Linked DNA regions of Mus musculus: regions 1, 2 and 4 are each linked to region 3. A link is a contact called in public HiChIP or PLAC-seq and promoter capture Hi-C data. All regions are on one chromosome and are shown on one strand. The core of a region is the stretch at or near the end of the contact, and the rest is flanking DNA. Distances in the headings are between cores, read along the strand shown. Region 1 holds the start of Atmin (ATM interactor). Region 2 holds the start of 1700030J22Rik (RIKEN cDNA 1700030J22 gene). Region 3 holds the start of Hsdl1 (hydroxysteroid dehydrogenase like 1). Region 4 holds the start of Plcg2 (phospholipase C, gamma 2).

What was found. Promoter capture Hi-C pulls out the DNA fragments that hold promoters and counts their contacts. HiChIP or PLAC-seq counts read pairs in DNA pulled down with a chosen protein or histone mark.
Region 1: a promoter capture Hi-C map of stem cell-derived epiblast-like cells shows a contact between it and region 3, with 2.8 times the contacts expected there. The contact joins the promoter of Atmin here to the promoter of Hsdl1 in region 3.
Region 2: a contact with region 3 is called in a promoter capture Hi-C map of embryonic stem cells, with 3 times the contacts expected there. The contact joins the promoter of 1700030J22Rik here to the promoter of Hsdl1 in region 3.
Region 4: an H3K27ac HiChIP or PLAC-seq map of embryonic stem cells shows a contact between it and region 3, with 4 times the contacts expected there. The contact joins the promoter of Plcg2 here to the promoter of Hsdl1 in region 3.

What each region holds. Positions count from the first base shown.
Region 1 is chr8:116,939,489-116,946,091 of GRCm38.p6, forward strand. Atmin (ATM interactor) reads left to right here and starts at 3,905. Exons shown (of 4, transcript NM_177700.4): 1 at 3,905-4,262. The coding sequence starts at 3,939. Cenpn (centromere protein N) reads left to right here. Exons shown (of 12, transcript NM_028131.3): 11 at 956-1,082; 12 at 1,347-2,015. The coding sequence ends at 1,429. It also overlaps a transcript of Cmc2 not described here.
Region 2 is chr8:116,974,625-116,980,499 of GRCm38.p6, forward strand. It overlaps 1700030J22Rik (RIKEN cDNA 1700030J22 gene), which reads right to left and starts at 4,335. Exons shown (of 3, transcript NM_027103.3): 1 at 4,155-4,335.
Region 3 is chr8:119,573,215-119,579,393 of GRCm38.p6, forward strand. Hsdl1 (hydroxysteroid dehydrogenase like 1) reads right to left here and starts at 1,961. Exons shown (of 5, transcript NM_175185.5): 1 at 1,878-1,961. It overlaps Dnaaf1 (dynein, axonemal assembly factor 1), which reads left to right and starts at 2,021. Exons shown (of 12, transcript NM_026648.4): 1 at 2,021-2,253; 2 at 4,117-4,252; 3 at 6,014-6,105. The coding sequence starts at 2,148.
Region 4 is chr8:117,494,342-117,500,468 of GRCm38.p6, forward strand. It overlaps Plcg2 (phospholipase C, gamma 2), which reads left to right and starts at 3,934. Exons shown (of 33, transcript NM_172285.2): 1 at 3,934-4,088.

The sequences.
Region 1 (6,603 bases), core at 2,655-5,154, 2.6 Mb before region 3:
ACCTACTTGGGACCGAAGGAGTTCTCTTATGTCTGGGACTCTGGCTCCTGTCGAAGTTACCCCCCCCCCACCCCCCACAGGAGAAGTGTGTGGCTAGCAGTCACATAGGCCATGTTCCAAGCTTCTAATCTTTAGGCTAGACTCCTCCCCAGTTTCCTAGCAGCAGAAAAGGTAGCAACATACTTTAAAGGGGGCTGTTTGGCCCCTCCTTGCGCTCTCACTCCTCTCTCTTTGTCTTCTCTCCTCTCTCTCCCTCTCCCTCCCTCTTATTCTCTAGCCTTTCTTCTCTCTCCTTTTCCTCCCTTCTCTCCTCTTAGCCATAGCCTGTCTCTCTCTGTCTCTCTGTCTCTCTCTCTTTTCTACCTTCTCTCTTTCCCCCTTCCTTTCTATAATAAAGCTCTAAAACCATAGACCGTCTCTGCTCATCAAGGCCCTCTGTGCAGACTCTCGCCTGTGTGGGAACCTCTCTCCCTCAGCCCTCTCTCCCATATTCCCGGGGCTACAGGGTGTAGCCCCGGGCCCCCAGTCGGGGGCTGCCCCTTGTCCACCACACCCACACCCCACTCACACCCCCATCAAATGGAGTCAGTGGCTTAGATGCCCAGCCAGGGTTGAGTGGAAAGAGCATAGGTGGAACTCTGGCCTGACATGGGCTATCCTCCCTCCCCCCCTCTTTCCCTCAACCCCTTTTTAGTTCCCACAGTAGGTGAGTACTGTGCTGAGGGCTGCTCTGACAGCCAGCCTCTGCTATGAGCCAGATACAGCGCTGGCACTTTCTGCTGGACATCCTTCCTATAACAGATGCTTTCTGCCTGTGCAGTTAAGTTAAATGGGCTTTGTGTGTATTAATCCGTGTGTAGGAATTAATGAAATACATAATTGGTTCATTATCTCTCACCATCCCAGCTGATCCCAGAACTTAACCATCATTTACAAATACATATATTTTTGACAGCTGGAAACCAAGTTCAAGAGTAACATAGGTGGGGGCCTCTTGGCCGACAGGAAAGAGCCCTTCCGGTGCCTTGTAAAGTTCTCCAGTCCACATCTTTTGGAAGCCTTGAAATCCTTAGCTCCAGCCGGTAAGTGGTCAGTTTATGTCACGGGCCAGCCAGATATCACCAGTGGCTGTTGCTTCTCGGGAGATGGCCATCTGGTTCCCTGTAAGCCGGTTCCCTCTGAGCCCTCCCTCCTCTCCAGTCTGCTTCCCCTCCAGCCCTTTTCCCCTTTTCGTGTCTGTGCCTATTAGGGGGTAGGAGAAGGTGCCCATAACTCTTTCTGACCGTAGCCGTGTTTAGACTGAGTGTCCCCGTGGTCATTCTTATGTTTCGTTTTCTTGTTTTCAGGAATTGCAGATGCACCACTTTCTCCCCTGCTCACCTGCATACCGAGCAAGAAAATGAATTATTTTAAAATTAGAGATAAATGAATACATATGGCTTGGCTTCCGCTGCACATGCAGGTCCAGTTATAACCGACCAGCTTCTGTGTACAGTCTTGTGTCTTAGAAGCCAATCCTTGGCGTCGGACATTCGGTGTTTTTAATGAACGATTGGGACTGCATCTGTCCTTCATCCGTGCATGCCCTCTCTCTTCCCGTCTATTAAGTGCAGCAGCTGTGGGCATTTGACAAGTGATAAATATGTGCACGCACACGCAGGAGGCTGCAGGTTGGCCTCAACCCTGGCACGCACAGAAGTGGAGCATGGGTTGACTCTGTAGGCACCTCCTGTCCTTCCTCCCGCTGCTGCTTCTCCTCAGAAGTCCGTCCCTGTGGGATCTCTGTTACACACCCTTGATCACAGAAGAACCAAGAAGCTACCCAACCCCAAACTAGGAGAGTCAGAGGGAAGCTGGAGGCTACTACGCAAGGCTGCATATCTAACGGCCTCTTTGTGTAAAACAACTTCTCTATTATACATATTCCTAATATACATATGCTTCTCGTGATCTTTTATCCATGGCACACTGAAACTGAGCATCACTGATCTGTGAATAAAGATACTGACAAACGCATTATCAGTTCCTTTGGATGAATATACAAATAGTCGTGAAAGGACTAAGTAATACTTATACAGTAATGTGTACAGGCTGTGGGTCATCCGATATGGAACCATTTTAAGTTTTAGCTTGGTCAGACATGTCAGGCGCTTCCCTCGTCCCTCAGTGATCTGAGTATTTGGGCTTTGTGCTGACAAGTTCTCACGTCAACTTGATACAAGCTAGAGTTGTCTGAGAGGAGGGAATCTCAGTTTCAGGAAATGCCTTCCTAATATCAGGCTGCAGGCAAGGGTATTTTCAGGCTGAAGGGTATTTTCTTAATTAGTGATTGATGAGAGAGATGGTCCCATCCCTGGGCTGGTGATCCTGGGTTCTATAAGAAAGCAGGCTGAGCAAGCCAGTAAGCAGCGCCCCTCCATGGCCTCTGCATCAGTTCCTGTCTCCGGATCCCTACCCTGTTTGAGTTCCTGTCCTGACTTCCTCCAGTGATGGGCTACAATCTGGAAGTCTAAGCCAAATAAACCCTTTCCTCCCCCAACTTGCTTTTTGGTCACGGTGTTTTATCACAATAGAAACCCTAACTAAGGCTTAAAGACATTTCCTCCATACATACCTTTTTAAGGGGGAGGGGGGATGGTTTGATTTTATTTGTATGAGTGCTTTGTTTGCATCTGTGTATGTATACCACATTCGTGCCTGGGAACTGGAGTTATGGATGGTTGTAAACCACCATTTGGGTGCTTGGAATCAAACCTGTCTTGTGTAAGAACATTAAGTGCTCTTAACCACAGAGCCATCCCCCTAGCCCCACTAGCTCCCTTTGACCACTCTCCCGACCAGTCAGTCACATACAAAGAAGTCATTCTGCCCACAAGGTTCATGAGTGGCTGAATGGGAACTGCCGAAGCCCTTGCACTTGCTGGGGTATTTATTCTACTTCGTAACTCTCCCTGGTACAGTTGGCAGGAATCTGGACCTGGAATCTGAACAAGAAAGCCTAGCGTCATGCTGAACAATTCTCAAAAATGCCTGCTTCAGAATTCCTGGAGTCTGAGTATGTCCCCAAGGCAAAGGGACTCTGCAGTTGAGCCCATTGGCCCTGTGATACCCAGGTCCAATGTAGTAGGTGGCATGATGACGATAGATGTCGGTTATGAAATGTGACAGACTCAACTTCCCATTCCTGATTTTGGTGTAAAGGAAGGCCCATTGGCAAAGAAATGCAGGTGACCTCTAGACGCTGAAAAAGGCAAGATCCTTGGAAGAACAAGCCCAGCTGACACCTTGCTTTCAGCCGACTAGATCCACCTCAGACTCTTCCCTCTTCAGAGATAAGAGAGAATTAGTCTGTGGGGGCTGGGCTGTAGCTCAGCTGGCAGAGTACACGTCTAAGGCACTGGGTTCAATCTTTAACGCTACCACTAGGCTTAGTAAAACCCCAGGAGTATGGAGGTAGTGGTAAGAGAATAAGGAGTTCAAGGACTCCTTGATTATATGGGGATTCTGAGGCCAGGCGGGGCCTCAAAGAATAAGATAAGTTTGTTTTGTTTTGTTTTTAGTGTGCTACCGATCAAATCCAGGGCCTTAAGCATGCTAATCAAATAGTCTACAATATAAAATTTATTCCTAATAACAATAAATCAACGGTCAAAAAAAAAAGGTTAAACCTGAAAGCATCTCTTTCTCTTCTATCCAGCTGTTGCCTGAGCTCAGGTCCCTAGGAAGTAGAAAGTGTGGGTTCATGGAACCTATCCAATTCACCTGTTCTCCCAGCACATGGGACTTCAACCTCCAACACGCGCTCGCCGCGGCCGGCGGGCGGCGCTGCGGCCACCGACCGGCCGGATGCTAATGAGCCCGGAGGCCCCGCCCCCTGCCGGAAGTGGCTGCGGCGGGGGCGGGCACTGCGAGAGGGGCCTGGCGGCCGTGCGGGAGCCATGGCGGCCACGGAGGCGGCGGCGGCCGATTCTGCGGGTCCGGCCCCGGGTGTCCCGGCCACGCCGGCGAGCACGCGGGGAGCCGCCGCCGCCTCTAGCCCGTGGAGGCCGCCCGAGTCGCGACTGCAAGGCAGCCGGCCGAGACCGGCCAGGGCTCGGGCCGCGGCCCCGGTGCCACCGGCCCGGGAGCTGATCCAGCCGACTGTGAGCGAGCTGTCCCGGGCTGTGCGCACCAATATTCTGTGCACCGTGCGCGGCTGCGGCAAGATCCTGCCCAACAGCCCTGCGCTCAACATGCACCTCGTCAAGAGCCACCGACTGCAGGTGAGCGGGCCGCGGCGGGGACGCGGGCGCGGGGTGTGCGGGGTTTGCGCCGTGCCCTGCCACCTGCGCCCGACCGACCGAGCACGGCGAGAGCGCGGGGGAGCGCGCACAACGCACCGGGCAAGCAGCTTCTCGGTGGCGTGCCCACAACACCTCGGGGAGCCTGCCTGTTTACTCAGGTTCCAAGGATGAGCGACAGGTGATGTCGCCAAGGCACCCAGATGCAACCCCGCAGGCTTTCCGCCCCTCCCACGAAACTGCCGGTGGGTCCTACCTGGTCACTCAAAAGCGGCTGCGGGTTGGGTTGGACTCTGGGCACTTGAGCTGCAAGTTTCACGAGGCTGCTGAGATCAACTCTGCGCAGGAAGGAGAGGGGAGGGAGGTTTCTCCCGTGGATCTGTAAGGAGGAGGTTCACCGGTAGCTGGTATGACGGATGTCTGACCAAGACCTCTCCGTGTTACATAAATGGGGACGGTGGCTTTCAAACCCATGGTATACTCTGGAAGCTTGGGGGAGGAAATCAGATGTTAGGGCCCCCATGCCAGACCTGTTAAGTCACAGCTGCTCAGCTTTTACAGTAGAAAGCTTCCTTTCACCGTCAGATCTCAGTGCCCCCAGTGCTCCAACTGGAAAACGCAAGTCACTGAAAGCAGTTTTGTGCGCCTTTCCCCTGGTCAGATTTGAGTCATTACTTGGAGGGTTGCAGGATCTCTCTGACCTGCAGGTGAATTCACCGTGGGCATCCCCCACCCCCACCCCTGAGAACTCCCCAACTGTAACTTTTAGGTTTTACTCTGTAGTAAGGCCAATAAGTGTAGTAAGGCCAACAAAAGGCAACAGTGATGTCAGGGAAAGGTCAGTCAGGAAATGTCAGCAGGGGCAAGCTGAGGAAGTTCTGTGTAAAGGTTTGAGCCTCGTTCCAGAACACAACTCACTACAGGCTCCAACCTGAAGCTTCCTCTTTCATCCTAAATGTTAAATTCTCTCTTTCTCTCACCATGATTTAGGGGGGTGGAGAGTGAGTGTGCCTGTAATAATTCCATGGCCTAATCCCTCAGCTCCTTACAACTTGCATTCAACAACGGTCACCAGCCTTCAGTGTTGTCCCCCTTGCTGATAGGATAGTTCATGTCCTTGTATAGCCCAAACTATCCTCAAACTCACCATGTAGCTGAGGATAACCTTGAACTCTTGATCCTCCTGCCCTAAATGCTCCTGAAGTCTCCTAAATGCTGAGGCTGCCGGCATGCATCATCATGCCCATTTTTATTCAGTGCTTGGGACCAAACCCAGGTTTTCTAGGCAAGCACTCTTCTGGGCTCCAGCTTCAGCTCCAGCCCCGGGTGATTTCTGATCACAAAACAAAGCTGCTGCTCTGACCAAGGGCATCCTTGGTGTTGGCCACAGTGATTCTAGCCAGCATTTCTTAGCGAAGTGTTTGTTCTTTAATCTGGACCTGCTATTGGGGGAGCACTGTACCCCTACAACTTGGTTCTGCCTTGGAAGCACAGAGATGCCACTGGCTGTGGTGAAGTGGTGTGATAATGTACATTAGATTGGTGCTCACAGCTCAGAAATACACAGGAGGGCAGGTATGACACGTGACAGGAAGAACATGTCTGAGCCAGTACAGGTTTGGTTTGGTTCAGTTCAGTTCTTAGGCGGGGTCTTGCTATGGAACCCTGTCTAGCCTGAGTTCACTCTGTAGACCAGAGTAGCCTAAACTTACTGGGAGTGTTCCTGCCTACCCCCAAGCGCTGGGACTACAGTGTGTGCCACCATGACCTGCTCCAGCAAGTGTGGACATCAGCAGTCAGATGTTTATTCAGATTTGAGTATGTCGGAGTACCAGAGTCCTCTCTGGCCTAGGGCCTGTGTGTCATTCTTCCCAGACTCTTCATCCGCTTTTCAGATTCTCTTATCTAGAGACAGCAGTGAACGGCCTGGCCCACTCCTGAACCCAGATATTGGACAACAGAAAGACGGGCTGTTGGGAGAAGATTCCTGCTTGGTCTCTGGAAGCTTTGTTTAGCAGTATTTAAACTGCCTCAGGGTTTCCTATGGCTGTTGTTTCCCTGTCCGGCAGCTCACTTCCTTGTAGCCTCTGCCTTGGTAACCTCAGGGCCCCACAGCTCCTAAGCATCTGTTGTCTGATGGAAAGGGAGTCTGTTATTTTTTTCTAATGCAGGGGCCTGTGTGACATAGCCATACTTTTGTGGTAAGGCCTCAGAGTCACAGCTATGTGCATCCTCAAGCTAGCCGCTAGCCGCTACCCAGAGGCTTTTCAGTTCAATTCTTGACATGTGTTATCCTCAGAATATTATGAGGAAAGAAGAGAGT
Region 2 (5,875 bases), core at 3,085-5,584, 2.6 Mb before region 3:
GTCTGGACGCGGAGTAAGCCCTGGGAAAGGCTCACAGTGGGGCTGCTGGACTTGGAGTAAGCGCTGGGAAGGGCTCACAGTGGGGCTGCTGGACTTGGAGTAAGCGCTGGGAAGGGCTCACAGTGGGGCTGCTGGACTTGGAGTAAGTGCTGGGAAGGGCTTATAGTGGGGCTGCTGACTGATGGGTGCACCATGGGTTGCTTTTGCAACAAAGTCTCCCTAAATTGCCAGACTGGATCCAACTTCCCATCTTAGTCACCAAGTGGCTGGGATTTTGGTGTGGGCCACCACTTACAGCTAAGCGTTGATATATGTGTATTGTTTGGGGTGACTATATATGTTCCACCTTTACATGCATTCTGGGGATTGAACTCAGGTCACCTGGTGCCTTGACAAGTGCCTTTAGGGGCTGAGCCACCTCGATGACCTGAGGAATGGTATTTTTTAAGCCCCGGGTCACTCTAAAGATCCACCAAGCTTGGAGAAGTGCTGCTTTTGGAAAGCTCTCTCTTCCCAATACAGAAGCAACACTGGTTCCTGCACACCAGCAGTATCTTCTAGCCCTGAACACAGAGCAAGACCTTGCAAGGGGAAGTGCACAGCCAAAGCCTGGGGAACCTGAAAATGCCTGCGTCTGCATCACAAAGAGGAACGGATCCTGCCATCCAGCCACAGTTCACAATCCCAGGAGCCCTTTCCAGCTGTGCCTGTCCTGAAAAGAATCTGAAGGTGTCTGTGCAGACTGAGAGTGAGGACCAGCAAAGGATGAAGAAAGTAGTTTAGGGTGAGCCCCACGATGCAGCAGACACTGGACCCCACGAGGGTCTAAGAAGACAGCCCAGCTGCACTCCATTACACTGCAGCACAGGAAATTCGGGAGTTGTTTATAAACAGCATTGTACGTTACCCAGGACCTGCACTGGCTCCTTTGACGGAGGGGAAACTGGTCAAAGTGTGGTCAGATCACTGCATCGCAATTCATTATACGCCACTTGAGAACACTCAGGTTTCTCAGGCAGAAACTAATGTTCCACAGCAAGAGAATGTGGCTGCCCTTTTCCTAATTAAAAAAAAAATTCAGGGCCAGTGAGATGACTTGGCAGGTAAAAGCTCTCACAGTACAAACCTGATGACCCAAGCACAATCCCCAGAAGCCACAGGATTTAATTGAGAGAGAGACAGACAGACACTGAGCTCGGTCTGTAACTCCTCCCACACTCCCAGTGAAATGGAAGGCACTGGCTGTAGAACCTCCTGGAAGCTCATTAGCCAGCCAGCCTAGAATACACAGCACAACAGAAAAAAACAGGAGGTGGAAGCGGAAATCAACTCCAGGAAGCTGTCTTGTGCCCGCCACATGCAAGCCTAGGCACAGTCCCGTGATACATGTATGCTAACATATAAACGCCCAATTGCACTGATAACTTTTTTTATTATTTTAAGTATATTGCGTGAGTGTGAGTGTACCGAGGGGGGTGGTAGTTTGCAAGTGCTGGGCTGTGCGTGCCCATTGAGACCAGAGACATTGCTGCTCTGAGAACTGGAGATACAGGCAGTTATGAGGTACCAGATGGGGTCCTCTGTAAGAGCAGAGGTGCTCTCCTTTCCAGCCTTAGAATTAACAGTGAATGAGTCAGTTAGTTCATGGCTTCAATTTTAAGTTTTCCGACTATAAACACACCTTCAACTTCTGCTACTGTTCCTTTCATCTAATCACATTAACAGTTGACAAAACACAAGCATCAACTAGAGTTAGATATGACAGCGCATGTCTGTCCCCCCATTGTGGGAGGCTGAGGCAGGAGGCAGTCAAGGCCTGTCTCAATCTTCCCTCATCGCCCTCCCCCTGCCTGCACTGCCAAAATAAAAATAAAATCACCAAAGCCAGAGATGTGTGGTTTCATCTTTTTGTTTTGGTTCGGTTTTCTTTTTAAGATTTGTTTGTTTTGCCGAGCGTGGTGGCGCACGCCTTTAATCCCAGCACAGGCAGATTTCTGAGTTCGAGGCCAGCCTGGTCTACAGAGTGAGTTCCAGGACAGCCAGGGCTACACAGAGAAACCCTGTCTCAAACAAACAAACAAACAAAAGAATACTGTAAAGATTTGTTTGTCTGTTTATTATTTGGGAGACTGGAGCGGTCCTTCAGCAATTAAGAACATTTGTTGCTCTTGCAGAGGACCCAGGTTCAGTTCCCAACACCCATATGGCAATTCACAACTGTCTGTAACTCCAGGTCCAGAGAATCTGATTCCCTCCCTTGGCAGCATTGCATATATGTGCTACACACACACACACATACAGGTGAACACTTAAGAAATACAAACAAATTAAATTGTATTAGGTTTATCTGTGTTGTGTGTATGAGTGTTTTGCCTACATATGTACACTCCATGTGTGCCTTGTACTTCAGAGACCAGAAGACAGCATTAGAATAACAGACAACTGAGAGCCACCACGTAGTTGCTGGGAATCAAACCTTGGGTTCTCTGCAAAACAAGTGCTCTTAACCACTGAGCCATCTCTCCAGCCGCTCTAATGTGTTTTGAGACAGAGCTGGCCTTAAACTTGGAGCAATCCTTCTGGCTCTGCTTCTTTTTTTGTTTTTTTATTTTGTTTTGTTTTGTTTTTTGAGACAGGGTTTCTCTGTGTAGCCCTGGTTGTCCTGGAACTCACTTTGTAGACCAGGCTGGCCTCGAACTCAGAAATCTGCCTGCCTCTGCCTCCCAAGTGCTGGGATTAAAGGCATGCGCCACAATGCCCGGCTCTGCCTCTGTTTCTTAAGTGCTGGGATTAAGCCAAGTACTTAAATGGCTCGCTTGTGATTTCTCACAAATTATATACCAATTTACTGTTCTGTTAGAATGCAGGAGGTCTGTATTGCTACCTTTCTTTCCTTATTTAAAAATTTTTTTTATATGTATGGATGTTTTGCCAGCATGTCTGTGTACCGCAGGCTGCGAGCCCTGCATGCTAGGAGACCAGAGAAGAGCATTGGATCCTCTGAACTCGAGTTAGTCATGAGCTACCATGTAGGTTCTGGGTATTGAACCTGGGCCCTCTGCAAGAGCAGCCAGTGCTCTTAAACTCCTTAGCTATCTTTCCAGCCCATATTTTTCCATTTTCTTAAACTCGTGTTTTTACACACATGGTGTGCACATCAGGTACCCCTGCTCTCTTCCTCACCTGCCTTAGTCCCTTGAGACAGTTTCTCAGTGAGCCTGAAGCTTACCATTTTCAGGTTAGGCTTCCTGGCTTACAAGCCCATGCATTTCTTCTCGAATGGGCTTGAGAAAGAAGATGGCTCCGTCATACAGTGCTTGCCACACAGGTAGAGAAAACAGAGTTAAGGGCCCCAGTACCCACACAAAAAGCCAATTGCTATAATGAATGAAAGCCTTTAATTCCAGCGCCAGGAAGCAGAGACAGGAGGATTCCTAGAGCTTGCCAGCTAGCCAGGCTAGCCAAATCAGTGAACTCTGGGTTCAGCGAGAGAACATGTCTCAAAAAAAAAAAAATAAATAAATAAATAAATAAAAATAAGGTGACTGAGGGCTGGAGAAATGGCTCAGCAGTTAAGAGCACTTGCTACTCTTGCCAAAGACCCACGTTCGTTCCTGGCACCCACATAGCAACTTACAACAGCCAATAATTCCACTTGCAGGGTAGGGCGTGTGCCATTTCTATGTCAACCATTTCCAACTCGTGCCCTTTTTCATTTTTGCCTAGGTTCTAGATTTCTGTTTTGGACGGGGTTTCATTCCGCCCCTTTTTTTCCGGCTCTCTGAATTCACTAAGGGCTGGGTCCTGAAAGGATGGCCTTCTGAGGGCTCCCAAGGCTCACGGCAGACGGAATCTCGCGCCCACGCCTTCCCACCTGGTTTCTCCCTTTTACTAATAGTCCCTGCACACTCCTTCATGCCGCATAAGTTCCTTCCCTCCCTCCAAGAGGCTCCCTACACGCTACAAGCTGAGAGTTTACCCTTCCTTCAGAAGATCAAGAGGGCTGCATCAAGCTCCTTCCATTGAAACCTCAACCACGCCCCCACAGACCACGCCTATCAAACGGCTCCTCCCTGAGGCCCAAGCGGCTCCCTAGGCCCCGCCCAGTCCAGGCTACCCCAGAACCGTACCCCATCTTCGTCTCGCTTACCCACCCTGAAGATTGCTTCCTTCCGCGGCTCTGCCGCCCGTGAAGTGTCTAGGGAGTGTTCCCCGGGGTGAGGACGTGGCCACAGCCACTCAGACGCTCCTACGGGGCCGCGAGGTAAGGAAGGTCCGGAGCGGCAAGTCGCGGCCCCCAAGAGCCGGGCTGTTGCCCTAGGTTACGGCCGCGTCGGAGGCGGGCCTAGGTGCAGGCATGCCGGAAGTGACGTAACCCCGCAACAAACCAGCTCAAGGGCGGAGTCCCCTCTGAGGGCGGGGCTAAGGAGCATTCCCGTCGCTCTGTGCGTGGTTGCTAGGTGCCGCGTTGCCAGACGCTTCGAGAGCTTCGCAGGCACTGGCGACGTTGGGCGGCCAAGTTGCGCTGCAACAGCCTTTTGCCTTCTAGAAGGAATGCCTCAGAGGCCACACAAACAGTGTCTGGAGATTTGGCCACTTCTTCCTTTGGGCAGAATCGTCCCTTCCTTCTTGGGATCCCGTGTTGAAAGCGAGAGCAGAACTTCGCGGGACGACTCATTCCTAGTTGCATAATTTTGAGACCGAGTCTTCCTTGTTTTGTAGCCTGGTGCGGTCTCGAACTCATGGCAACCCTCCTTCCTCGATGTCCTAAATCAACATTGAAGGGATCGAGGGCGTGGGCTTCCACACCTGCTGACAGGAAGGATTTCTGGTTTTGTTCTTTTTGGTGCTGCCCACTTTAGTGGGGCAGAAGCAGCAGTTTCTCGCGAGGGGGCCGCCCACTTCTCCACTATGCTGCCCTTGGTGCCCAACTCATGTCTAGTTCCAAGGTCCCTTTGCTTTCTGGTTTAAAAAGTATTAAGAAAACAAGTCTCCAAAAGCAGGCTGAGTCAAAGGCTTTTGGAAAAAATGGCTAAGAATTACTACTTTTTACACTTATAGCATTATATAATATATATACAGTATAGCATATATACAATCGATAGCATAGATTTATAGCATTAACGGCCTCTAAAGATGTGATGTATATGACACATGAAGTTGGAACAAAGTCCTCTTCTAGACTGTGAATATTTGTTATTTCCCCCATATATATGAGGGAAATACTTTAACAAGCATATATGATAGATATTGTAATTATATTGCTATACCAGCGTATCTAATGGGCTATGACACATATTTCTAAAATTTTCTATGTATTTTTGGATTTATGCGTATGAGTGTTCTGCCTGTGTATATGTATGTACACCATGTTCATACTGGACAGTCATAAAGACACACTCTTTCATTGTTTTCTAGGTTCGCCTGCTAGACAGCGAGTCTGTCACCAAGATGTGTCTCCGTTCCTCGGTGTTTTGAGGTAGGCTTTCACTATGACGTCTAGTCTGGCCTCCAACAGCTTCCTTCTGTCTCTGAATGCTGGAATTACAAGCACATGCCACCAGACCTGGCCACTCAACCATGATCTTTACAACCGAAGGTAGACAAGTCTTTTCAACAGCCACAGAAAAGCTCAGAAGTGGGGGTGGGGAAGGGGGCAGGTCAAATTTTCCAGTCTGCTGCAGCAGAGTCTGCAGTTCCATACCACTGGTCTTTTTCATACCAGATACTGTGTGGGGCGCCCTCTAGTGGTTCTACTAAAACCCAACATAGTCAGCCTCCAAAGTGTTGCTTTGTTTTGTGGAGTTTTACGATTTAATACCTTGTGAACAATTTTTTTTTTTAACTTTAATTATTTTTTAAGTGTATTGGCATT
Region 3 (6,179 bases), core at 711-3,210:
TTACCCTCCTCCATCTATTTTAATCACCGATTGAATCGACAATGAGATGGAGAAAAAAGAACAGCAACATAGGAACCGGAACCCAGGACTCTGACCCAAGAGCCAATACCCCTGAGCCCCAGGTCTCCACCTAGGCACAGGGAATTAAGGCAAGTGCAGGCCACTCCTAGGCTCTCATCCAAAATAAGTGACAGTTTTTGCTTGCATTAAAATTTTACAAAGTGGGCTCCTATCAGCCTAACTCACACTAGCCGAAAGATGAAAACTGCCCAAACGTCCGTCCAGCAATGAACAAAACGTGGCCCGTGCACGACACTGTGGAATACTGAGCTCTGAAAAGGAATGGGGCATGAGCGCACACTATGACATGAAAACATGAGGTTGGGGGACACAAAAGACCATTCAGCATACGGTCACATGTATAAAGCGTGTTTGCAATAAGGAAATCCAGAGACACAGAAAACACAAGGGGCAAGATGAGCCCAAACTGCAGCCCATGAGGTGGAATCCCTTTTTGTGGTTGTGGAAATTATCTGGAAATAGGGCGGTGAAACCTACCTAACTACAAAGTTCTGAATTGTACATTTCAAAATGGCTAAAATGATGGATCTCGTTACATGAATTTTGCCTCAATTAAAAAAATATGCACTGGGGACTGGTTAGATGGCTCAGCAGATTGTTTTTGCTGTGCAAGCTTAAGGACCTGAGCTGAGGTCCCCAGCAGTATCTAAGAGTGGGTATGTAAGCAGAACCAATTTGTAATTTCAGTATTGGGAAGAAAGGAGCAGACGAGAGGACCCTGGGGGCCAGTCAGTCAGTCAAACATAAAGAAAACTCTTGAGTTCTGTGAGAGACGTTTTCTCGAAAAATAAGGTTGCAAGTGACAGACACTGACCCGTAGCCTCCACACCCACACATAAATAAACAACACTCCCCCCGCCCCAACACACACACACACCCTCCACTGATAAAGTAACGTTGGACATGGCGCGTCTGTAATATTTTAGCAATGACTAGGGTCACTCTGAAAAAGCCATCCCACCCTTGGGAATGAAGTTACAACACCACCACCTGTAAAAAGCGGCTAACGCTTCTCCCCTACAACGAGAATTCGATGAGGTGACGCATAAAAAGCATTTGCAACAGTGCCTTCCCGCCACCCCTCAATAAACCGGAGCCACTAGGCAGGATCATCGCTCAGGGTTCGATGCTAGCGACCCCTATTCGTACTGACCCGAGTTTATGAAGAAGCTAAGAGCGCTGTCCCCGCGGCTTCACTTTATCCCCTTCCTCAATCGCACCCGGGTGTACTACACAAGAGGAAGGAAACGGACGCAACGACATCCCAGGATCTCAGCGAAGGCTCGGCCCAGAGCCCTGGCAGGTGGTCGTTGAGACTCCCCGTGGGAACCCGAACCCGCTGCGGTCACCGCCCAGGGGTGCGGCTGAGTCCTGGTAGCAGAACAGGGACTCCCTGCTAGTGTCCCATCCCTCCCCAGTGGCGCCGGGCACGGCCCAGCGACTCTGCAAAACCCACCGGGCTCTGCAGAAGCTGCGCGCTTTCTTCAGCAGCGCGGCCATTCTGCATCAGTCCTGAGACTTAGAACCTACTTAGACCTAGCGACCAGGAATAAAGGAGGATAAAGAGACACCGACAAAAGGGCCGTCCCGGGGCGTGTCGCCTGTGCGAGCCTCCTGCCGAGGACCAGGCCCGGGACACCTGCTCAGGGAGCTGAGCGGCTGCCTAGAGCGCGGAACCAGAGTTCCCCGCTACGGGGCGCGGCGGGGGGGAGGGCGTTCCCGAGGGTCGGGGTCCAGGGGGCGTGGCCAGGGACGGAAGCGGGGCGCGAGGGGCGTGAGGGGCGCGGGCGCAATACCTGCAGCGAGAGGCGCGGTCTCCGAAGCCCGTCCCGCCCGCTGCCCGCGCGGCCGCCGCCCCGGGACACCACCGCAGGTCCGCTACCCACGTGATCCGCGCACGCGCCCGGGTGCAGTTTCCCCCGTGGCCCCCCCTCGGCTAGGCCCGCCCTCGGCGGCGTAACTGACTGCGCGTGCGCACTGGTTGCCGCGGCGACCGGGAAAGCGTTGGACAGCCAACGACGCGGACCGTAGAGTATTAGGGCTGAGTGGTCGGGCCAGGAGTGAGCATGCACCCCGAAGTCTCTGAGCCGCCGGTGGACAGCGTGGCGGAGCCCAGTCTGGAGGAGTCGGCAGGCGATCACGGCGACGCGGGGCCAGGGATCCGTAAAGAAGGTGCCTTAGCGCTGGGAAGCCAAAGGGGCGAGGGCTCGTGTCCCTCACACATGCCCATTTCACTCAGCTGGGGACAACCAGCACCCCTCACACATACCCATCCATACAGCTACAAGAACAGCACCTTTATTGATATGATCAATCCAGTACATATAGAAGACCCATTATTTATTCCATGATAATTTATTAGATACCTTCCTGTGGCTGGGAATTGTTTGCAATGAGTGTAAGACACAGTTCCCAAACAGTGTTCAGCGTCATTCAACAAACCACAAGTACAGAGAGTTCATCAGCTCTTGACGTTACATTTATCTAAGGCTTCTAGAGGCGCCTTGCAGGGTAAAAGTGCTTGCAACACAATCCTCCAGACCTGAGTTTGAATCTCAGAAGTACATACATGCAGAGGTTAAGATCAACCATGTGATTGCTGGGACTTGAACTCTCGGAACCTTCTGTAGAGCAGTCAGTACTCTTACCCGCTGAGCCATCTCTCCAGGCCCTGGAAAATGTCTTTCATATTTAATAGTGTGCACAGGGTTCTAACATCCAAGGAGAGACCAGCCCAGAACAAAGCTTGCTTCTTTTACACAGGTTTGAGCGATCAAACTGATCACACCCTGTTCTTGTGTGTGCTTTTATCAGTGAGTTGTTTTTATGTTGCCGCCCCTAAGTTACACTTTGAGCAATTAAACACGTTTACAGGAGTGGGAACTGTAGGTGCTCACACCTGGCAAAAGGGGTAGGGGGGAGATTTACACAGCAAACTGCATCACAGTTATCTCTGAACCAAAGTGGGGAGAGACAGAGCTCTTGCCCTGTCCCAGAGCTGCCCTTCTGCTGTCCCTGGTAAGAGAAATGGGCTTGCGGGCTGGAAAGTTGGCTCAGCGGTTAAGAACACTGACTGCTCTTCCAAACGTCCTGAGTTCAATTCCCTGCAACCACGTGGTGGTTCACAACTATAATAGGATCCATGGCCTCTTCTGGTGGGTCTGAAGACAGATACAATGTACTCATATAAATAAAATAAATCTTTTTAGAAAGAGAGAGGGGGGGGGCTTGATGAACTTCTGTTCTGTTGAGCAGATTTTAACAGAAACATCTAAACTAGAATTAGATTTAAGTACAACTCTACTTATCTTGCTGTTTTCTGAGGGTCTGGTTTCTGACGTGTGTGGGTGCCCAAGGAGGCCAGAATAGGGCATCAGATCGACTGGCAGTGGCATTACAGGCACTTGTGAGCTGCCTTGTAGGTGCTGAGAACTAAATTCTCTGTTTTCTGGGAGAGTAACAAGCACTGTTAGTGACTAAGCCATCCATCTCCCCATCACCCTGTATAGCAATTTGACAGTAGCTTTCTTAGTGACTTTGTAAATGTCAGCTTTAGGCTATTCCTCTATAAAAACTGCACAGGAGAACATAAAACTGTGGACAGAGACGTTCACTCTATGTTGTTTGTAACAGCAGGAATCTGTTGGCAATACGACTGACTATCTTTAAGGGGTTGTTTGCAGAGCAGAAAGAGTTCTTCTTCTGCCTTGTAAACAATGCACCGGCAGCTTCATCCATCAGCAGGAATCGCTCTCGGGGACATGCATGGGGACAAAGACACATCCCACAAAAAGCACAGGTTCCCACTTACAAAAATCAAAAGCATGACAACCGAGGTTGTGTTTTTGGCTTTGCTTTGGTGTCTCACTTTGTAGCCCAGGCTGACCTCGAACCCCACGCCCAACAGGGAGCACGTTCTCCTTCCTCAGCCTCCTGGGTTCTGGGCTTACCACACCTGTCCTTGAATTTTTTTGATCTTTACAAATTGACACTTTTTTTTTTTTTTTTTTTTTTTTTTTTTTTTTTACTTTACAGAAATTAGTGAGACCAAGGAAACATGTGCGGGTCCTTGCACAACATCCTGCCCAAGTCAGCAGCAACCAAGTGGCGACAACGGGTCAGAGGGCTTCTGCACCCACTCGAGAGATGACAGAGAGGATCGGGGCCCCAGGTGTGTGTTGTGCAGGACATCTCGCAGTAATAGCCACTTAGCCCCTTGCACAGACGGCGTCTGAGGAGCCTGCCCAGTTACTACCAGAGCAGGAGATAAACAGCAGCAGCTCCTTAATAGAAAGAGAAGGAGGAGGTGTCATTCGTATTTACTTATGTGGGTGCATGTGTGTGCAGGGAGCCATGGAGGCCAAAAGAAAGTGCTGGGATCCCTAGGGCTAGAATTACATGTGGCTGTGAGCTGCCTCAAGTGGGCACTGGGAACTTGTCTCACGTCCTTTGCAAGAGCAGCAAACACTCTTAATCACTGAGCCATCTTATCACATCTCCAGGCGGACCCTAGTTCTTTTTGGGGGAAAAGATGAACTCATCATTGGTGTCAGGGGAGACTATGAAAAGGAAGATGGGCAGACACGCATCATGGCACTCATACAGAAGTCAAGAGACAGTCTGCAGGGTCCAGAGACCAAGCTCCTCTCCTCAGGCTTTGATTTGACCCACTGGGCCATCTTGTTATCTCCCCTGCTCCTGCACTGAGACAGGGTTCTCACTCTGTAGCCCAGGCTGGACTTCAACCTCGTGAACCTCCTGCCTCAGTCTCCTGAGTGTTGGCATTAAAATTGTGTGCTACGGGGGCCGAAGATATGGCTCAGCGACTAAGAGTCCTGCCTGCTCTTCCAGAGGACCCTGGTTCAATTCCCAGCATCCACATGGCAGCTCACAACTGTTTGTACTCCAGTTCCAGGGGATCCAACACCCTCACACAAATGTGCATGCAAGCAAAGCACCAGTGCAGATTAAAAACAGATAAGCAAACAAACGAACAAAGGTGCAGATACCATGCCTGGCTCACACCTGTCTTGTTGATGACACTGGTCAAAGTGTTTTTTTTTTTGTTGTTGTTGTTTTTTTTTTTTTAAGATTTATTTATTTATTATATGTACACTGTAGCTGTCTTCAGACACTCCAGAAGAGGGCGTCAGATCTTGTTACAGATGGTTGTGAGCCACCATGTGGTTGCTGGGATTTGAACTCCGGACCTTCGGAAGAGCAGTCGGGTGCTCTTACCCACTGAGCCATCTCACCAGCCCCGGTCAAAGTGTTTTTATTAGGCCAGACAGTGCAGGGTTTTTTAAATGCTGAAAGCAACAATATTGGGTAAAGTCCTAAGAACTATAAAAAATAAGGGAGGAGATGGTGCGGAGATAGTGGGGATGAGAACTTAAATCAGGACCCCAGGGCCCATGCAAACACCCAGGCACCTCTCTACATCTGTAAGAGAGAACTGGAGAGGCGGAGCAGGCGGGAGGCCTGGGGCTCACTTACCAGCCAGTCTACCCGAATCAGTAGTCTCCAAGTTCAATGAGAGAGAGAGTTCATAGTTCAAAAGCTATGGCAGATATGATAGAGAAGACAGCTGGTGTCACACCTCTGGCCTCTGTGTGACCTTGCATACCCAGGAACACACACAAACAGACCAATGGAGAAAGGAGGACGAGGAGGACCCGATGTGAGGCTTCAGATTGAAAACTTTAGACAGAATGGATGGAGAAAAGAGCCTGAGCGGGTGCCATGGCTCACAGCAGCAATCCCAGCGGTGGCGCAGGCAGGAGAGCCACAAGCTTGAGGCCAGCCTGGGTTACCTACTGAGTTCCCAGCTGACCCTGTCTCCAAACTAAATGGAGCCAAATACAAACCCTTAACTATTTTTTTTCACAGACGACAAGCTGAAGTGAGCGTCTTGTGTTTTGCTTTTCAACAGGATGACGAAACAGTTCCTTCAAAAGCTCTGCAAGCAGCACAAGCTGTACGTCACCCCCGCCCTGAACGACACCCTGTATTTGCACTTTAAGGGTGAGTCCCAGGCGAGTCTATAGCCAGCGTCCTGCAGAAAGGGGGGAGCTGGAGAGCATGGCTTGCAGAGGTTG
Region 4 (6,127 bases), core at 2,684-5,183, 2.1 Mb before region 3:
CCACATACACACATACCACACACACACACAAACACACACACACACCACATACACATACATCCACCCCCCCACGCACCCACACATAAACACACACACACATATACACATACCACACACACACACACATAAACACACACACATACACACACACATGCATGCACGCACACACGCACACACTCGCACACACTCGCACTCTGTTTCTCTCATGGCTAAGGCCATTCTGAGGGTAATGTTCTTTCTTCCTCTGCTCTGGACTCTTCCAGGGGCCTCTGGCATCTGACTATTCTCTCTCACATCTACAATAAAAACCTTTGCTTCAACCATACCAAGGAACAGTCATGTCGTCAGTGTCTACAGGGCCTTACATGTGTGAGGACTAGAACTTGGGACCGAAACCTGACTCAGGGCTCCCTTTTGCATTTCGCCCTAACCCGCTCTGAGCTCATTGGATTGGGCTGTGATGGTTGCTGCTGTTGTAGAGCCCTGCCTGTGTTGGTTGGATGGCTAACCAGCCTTGTCTCAGCAGGATCCCTGGCTGAGAAACTGGAGTTCTGCAAGGTGAGCCTCAAAGCTAGAGGTCCTCCCTACTCTGCCTCAGTGTCAGAGAGCTGGACTACCCTGCTGTGGCAGCTGCCAAGTTTGCAAACCAGTTCTGGGTGGCACTTCCTCTTCCTGAGGTCCAACACACTAGAAAAATGGAATTCAGTCTGTCCCCAGGGGCTATGTACTTTGAACAATGCCAGGAAAGGAAACCAGACTCAAAGGCAGTTGGGGTTTTTCTTGTTGCTCTTGGTGGCAGGGGCCGGGGGTTAAGATGGGTGAGGCCCCAGGGGCAAGGTAGTTAGTCATTTTGACCGCTATGGGGGAAAAGGATGCCCAGGTTTGACAGGCCCTTCCCAACTCCAATAAGCAACTGTGGCTCACTGGTGTGTTTGTGCTGGGTCAAGCACATCACACTTTGAGCCTGTTAAGCCAACAGCCCCTGTGCGATCCACTTGCTACACTATTTCTCAGCTAAGGCATGATATTCCAGGGCTTTGGTGTGCTCTACTCCGGTGGTTCTCAATCCATGGGTCCCGACCTCGTTGGCAACCCTCTATCTCCAGAAATATTAACACCGTGATTCCTGACAGTAGTGAAATTCCAGTTATGAAGTAGCAAGGAAAATAATTTTATGGCTTGGGGGGAGGGGAGGTCACCACAACACAAGGAACTGTATTAAAGGGTTGAAGCATTTGGAAGGTTGAGGACTGATGCTCTACAGCAAAGAGAAGGGGTTGACTCTCTTCTCTGTGACTTCCTTGCTCTCCCCACTCCCTTGTGTTTAGTGACTTTGAGCCTTTTTTGCATTAATTTTCTTCATTTATTTATTTTGTCATTTATTTCATAAGGCAGCCTGGGAGTGTCACAGCGCAGCTGTGGAGATCAAAGGACAGCTACGTTGAGGTCAGTTCTCTCCTTCCACCATGTGGGTTTCCTGGAACACAGCACAAGTTGGCAGGTTCGGTGGCAAGTGCCTTTACCCTCTGAGCCATCTCACATGAGTGGATGGAAAGATGGGTGCCCCATAATCAAGGCTGGAAACCTTCTCTAAGGGCTTCTCTAGGGCTTCTGTCCCATCTCTAAGGGAAGAGGAGGATGCTGCAGTGAAGTCCAGGTGCACATGCACACACATGCACACGCACACACAGACACACACAGACACACACAGATACACACACACACCAAACAAAACCAACCAACCAACCACACACACACACACACACACACACACCAAACAAAACCAACCAACCAACAAACTAACACAAACCCCAAATCACATGTGATAGCTCACAACTATAATTCCAACAGTCAGGAGGCAGAGGCAGGAGGATCTCTCTCTGTGAGTTTGAGGCCAGCCTGGGCTACACAGTGAGTTTCAGGTTGGCCAGTGCTACATAGTGAGATCTCATCTCAAACAAACAAGAATACAATCCCACAAAGATAATATATGTTGAAGTTCCTTAAAAAAATACCAAAGTGTCATATAGTCATTATTTCTTTTTTTTAAGATTTATTTATTATTATATCTAAGTACATTGTAGTTGTCTTCAGATGCATCAGAAGAGGGCGTCAAATCTCATTATGAATGGTTGTGAGCCACCATGTGGTTGCTGGGATTTGAACTCAGGACCTTAGGAAGAACAGTCGGTGCTTTTAACCATTGAGCCATCTCTCCAGCCCTAGTCATTATTTCTGAGAAGAGGCCCGTGTTTCATGTGTTTGATGTCATCATGATCTCTTTCATGAGTGATTTAGTGGTGGCACATGCCTTTAGCCTCAGCACCAGGGAGGCAGATCTCTGTGAGTTTGAGGCCAGCCTGGTCTACATATTGAGCTGCAAGGAGACCCTTAAGGAGACCCTGTGTCTGAAGGGATACATACCTGTTGGATGGTGATTGGTGACAAGAACAAAGCCAGTGGCCACTGTGCTGGGACAGCTGTAAGGTGGCTCTCAGCATGAGGTTGGTAAAGTGCTGACCTAGTGCAGGACATCTGCGGGGGTGGGATGAGGTGGGGGGACACAATGTAAAAGGGAACAGTGGCAAAACCTGTAAACTGAGCCCCGGGGAGTTAGAGGCAGGAGGATCAGAAGGTTGGTCCCTGCTAGAAGATTGAGGTAGCCTGGGCTACATAAAACCAAGTCTTTTTGTTTGTTTGTTTGTTTGCTTGCTTGTTTATTTATTTATTTATCCTTCAAAACAGAATTTCTCTGTGTGGCTCTGGCTGTCTTGGAAGTCCTTCTGTAGACCAGGTTGGCCTCAAACTCAAGAGATTCACCTGCCTCTGCCTCTTGAGTGCTAGGATTAAAGGCACCCAGAAGAAACCAAGTCTCTCTCTCTCTCTCTCTCTCTCTCTCTCTCTCTCTCTCTCTCTCTCTCTCTCTTTCTTTGGACAGGGTTTCTCTGTGTGGCTTTGGCTGCCCTGGAATTCTCCTTGTAGACCAGGCTGGCCTCAAATTCACAGAGATCTGCCTACCTGGGCCTCCTAAGTGCTGGGATTACCAGCCTGAAATCAAATCAAATCATCAAATCTTAAATCTCTCTCTCTCTCTCTCTCTCTCTCTCTCTCTCTCTCTCTCTCTCTCTCTCTGTCAGAATGGAGAGGTGGTTTAGCAGTTGAGAGCACATATTGCGCCTACAGAGACTGGAGTTCAGCTCCCAGCAACCCACATAGCCACAACAGCCTGTGACTCCAGCTTCAGAGAATCCTATGAGCTCTAGCCTCCCTGATCCCCTGTATTCACAGAAATGGATTCACATAAACACACACATATACACATAATTTAAAAATAATATTAAAAAAATTTTTTTGGACACAGATCTCACTGTATAGCCCTAGCTGGCCTTGAACTAATTCAGAGATGTAATTTTGTCATTCTGCCTTCCTAGTTATGGGATTAAAGGTATGGACCGTTAAGCGGAAAAATACATTTTTTTTTCCCCAGAAAAAAAAGCAACGAGTTTTAAAGAACACAGTCTTCCAATTTAAAAGCCAAGATTTCAGTTCTCTAGTGCCCAGTTACTCTTTGAAACAAACTTTTGAGCCTGGCACTGTTTTGCAGAGATGGAAACTGAGGCTGCGGCATTTAAGATAGGAAACAATGTACTACTAAATTCAGCTCTGTCAACCCCGAGTGGGTGAAGATAATCAATGCATGCATGGTATCTGTATGCAGTAGGCGCCCCATAAACTCTGATATTCTTGGGAAATTTCTGTTCTCTTGGCTAAGCGATCGCGGCCAGGCAGGTGGTACTGGGGCTGCCTCAGTTTCCCCCTGGTCGGGCAAGGCATGACTCTTTTAGGATGCTCTGGCGGGTCGGGACCCGCCTTGAGACAGGGCGGCGCGTTAAGGGGGGCGGCCCCGAGGAGTCACGTGGCGCGGCCGCCTCCAAAGCAGAAGTAAGGAGCGCCGCTGAGCAAGACCTGCGCTGCCGGACTGCCCGGGCCCCAGGCGGCTGCTGCACGAGGGACCCCCGAGTCCCCCCAACCCGTGGCTGGCAGGCCCAGGGATTGTGCGGGTGGCTGCGCTCCGGGGGTACCGCCAGGTGAGTAGCCAGGATGGATGGAGCTCCCCGGGGACTTGCGCGTGTGCGGGGACCCTAGAGCTGGCACCGCGTTGGGTGGGGACTGCGCCGGAGCCCAAGAGGGCGCGGGCAGGGCTGGGGTGCGCGATCCGGGCAGGTGGCCGGGTGTGCCCTGGGGAACCCTTGCTTAGGGACAGCCGGGCCCGGCCCAGCCGCCGGCCACTTCCTCTCCTGGGGCTGGCGCCACCTCTCCAGGGTGAGCAGTGGCCAACTAGGGTTTGAATGAGAGACGCGGCTCCGGGTGCTGGGGTGGCCGAAGCGTCTACCTCGCCACCGAGAGTCCTACGCGGGAGCCGCGTCCCTGCTTGCGGGGACTTGATTTTGAACAGTACTTCCCAGTAGTACACAGGTGGCTCCGGGGTGGGGCGGAGCAGCTCTTTCTCCACACGCGATTCTGGGACCCGCCCCTCCCGCAATTCAGTTCAGTTTGGGGATCTCAAAGAGGTCATTTGCCTCGCGGGGAGCCAGAATTCGAAGGGAAGGTGGGTTGTATCCGGACCTAGGAGGTTGATACCTGGAAAGTCAGGAGCAGGCCCTGTCCGTACCCTGATCTCGAACTGTTGAGAGAGAGGCTGGCAGGGCGAGGGGCCGACACGCCCTGGAAACAGGTGGCTTTCTCTCTGAGACCTAAATTTGAATTTCAGTTCCATTTATGTGACACAGCACACAGAGAGGAGCCCCCCCACCCCCACCCCCCGAGTCCAGGTTTCTCTCTTGGGTCCCGTACTAGACCAGAGCCTGTTTTCCGGGGCATCAAAGAGACTCCCTGCAGTTCCTGACCCTGGTGGCAAAGGCCCTTCCTGGTGGGCACAGGTCATGGCCCCTGCTCTTTGCTTCTGCGGGACACTTACAGGATGTTGGGGTCGGGACTAGCCCTAGGCTGTTACCCATTTTGCACGGTTGTGGGCAGCAGTGTAGCAGTCCCAGGGGATTTTGGCTGTGGATTTTTATTGATGCTTAAAATTACTCGGTGCTTGGCCTCCCAGGCAAGGCGGCGTGTGTGGGGTACTCTGAAGGAGCCCCAGCGGGGACCCTTTTGCACCTCCTGGGCGAAGTTGGTGGGAAGTTACTGGTGGGAAAACTTCTGCAAATAATTAATTTCGAAAATAGGCAACCCTCTCCCTGCCCTGTCTCCGCAAAAGGGCTTTTCTGTTTCAACTAACAGAGTGGACCCATTCATATGTCTTGTCCCATCCTCTCTCATTGGCCCCCTCTAGATTTACAAGCAATGCTTTCGAGATATATATATATATATATATCACTAATAACATTTATATTATAACTCATTAATTTGTAAGTTTCTTTTTTTTTAAATCAAAATAGCTCACAAATCTCCCAAGATCAAAATTGGCGTGTGATAATTTATAAATCCACTCTTTTCCGTAGCTTCTGTACATTTTAAATTTTTTAAAATTATTTTTGAGACAATCTCATTATATAGTTCAGGTTAGCCTTGAACTTCTGATCTTCCTGTGTCCACCTCCCAAGTGCTGGGATGATCAGTGTGTGCCAATACTCTTGGCCTGTAGGGGATGCCCTCCCCCCACCCCTCCCCACCCCACCCCCCACCCCCCACCCCCCAACCCCCCTTCCCCCCGTACCCCCCCCCCGTATCCCCCACCGCCCACTTCCCAGAGATGAGGAGCCCAAGTGTTTCTGGTTTTATGGTCCTGTAAGGATCTTTCCGGATGTCTCATTTTGCACAAGAGTGCTTGCTGGATCAACTTTATACTTTAGAGGTGCTTACCAGTGCCCTTAAAAAAAAAAAAAAGTCAACCCTGTTTTCACTTCCACGTGTACAGGTGGACATTGTTGGTTCTTGGATTGGACCTTCCCATGCTTTTAGGATGACCGTCAAATGAACCCCGATATCCCTGGTGCAGTGGGAAGGGCAGGCAATATTCAAGGGTTCAGCTGGTCCAAAGTCTAGTAGAATTCTTCCTTGGGTTTTTGGCTGAAATCCAGCACTGACCCACATGTGCAGAGACTGTTCAAGAGAT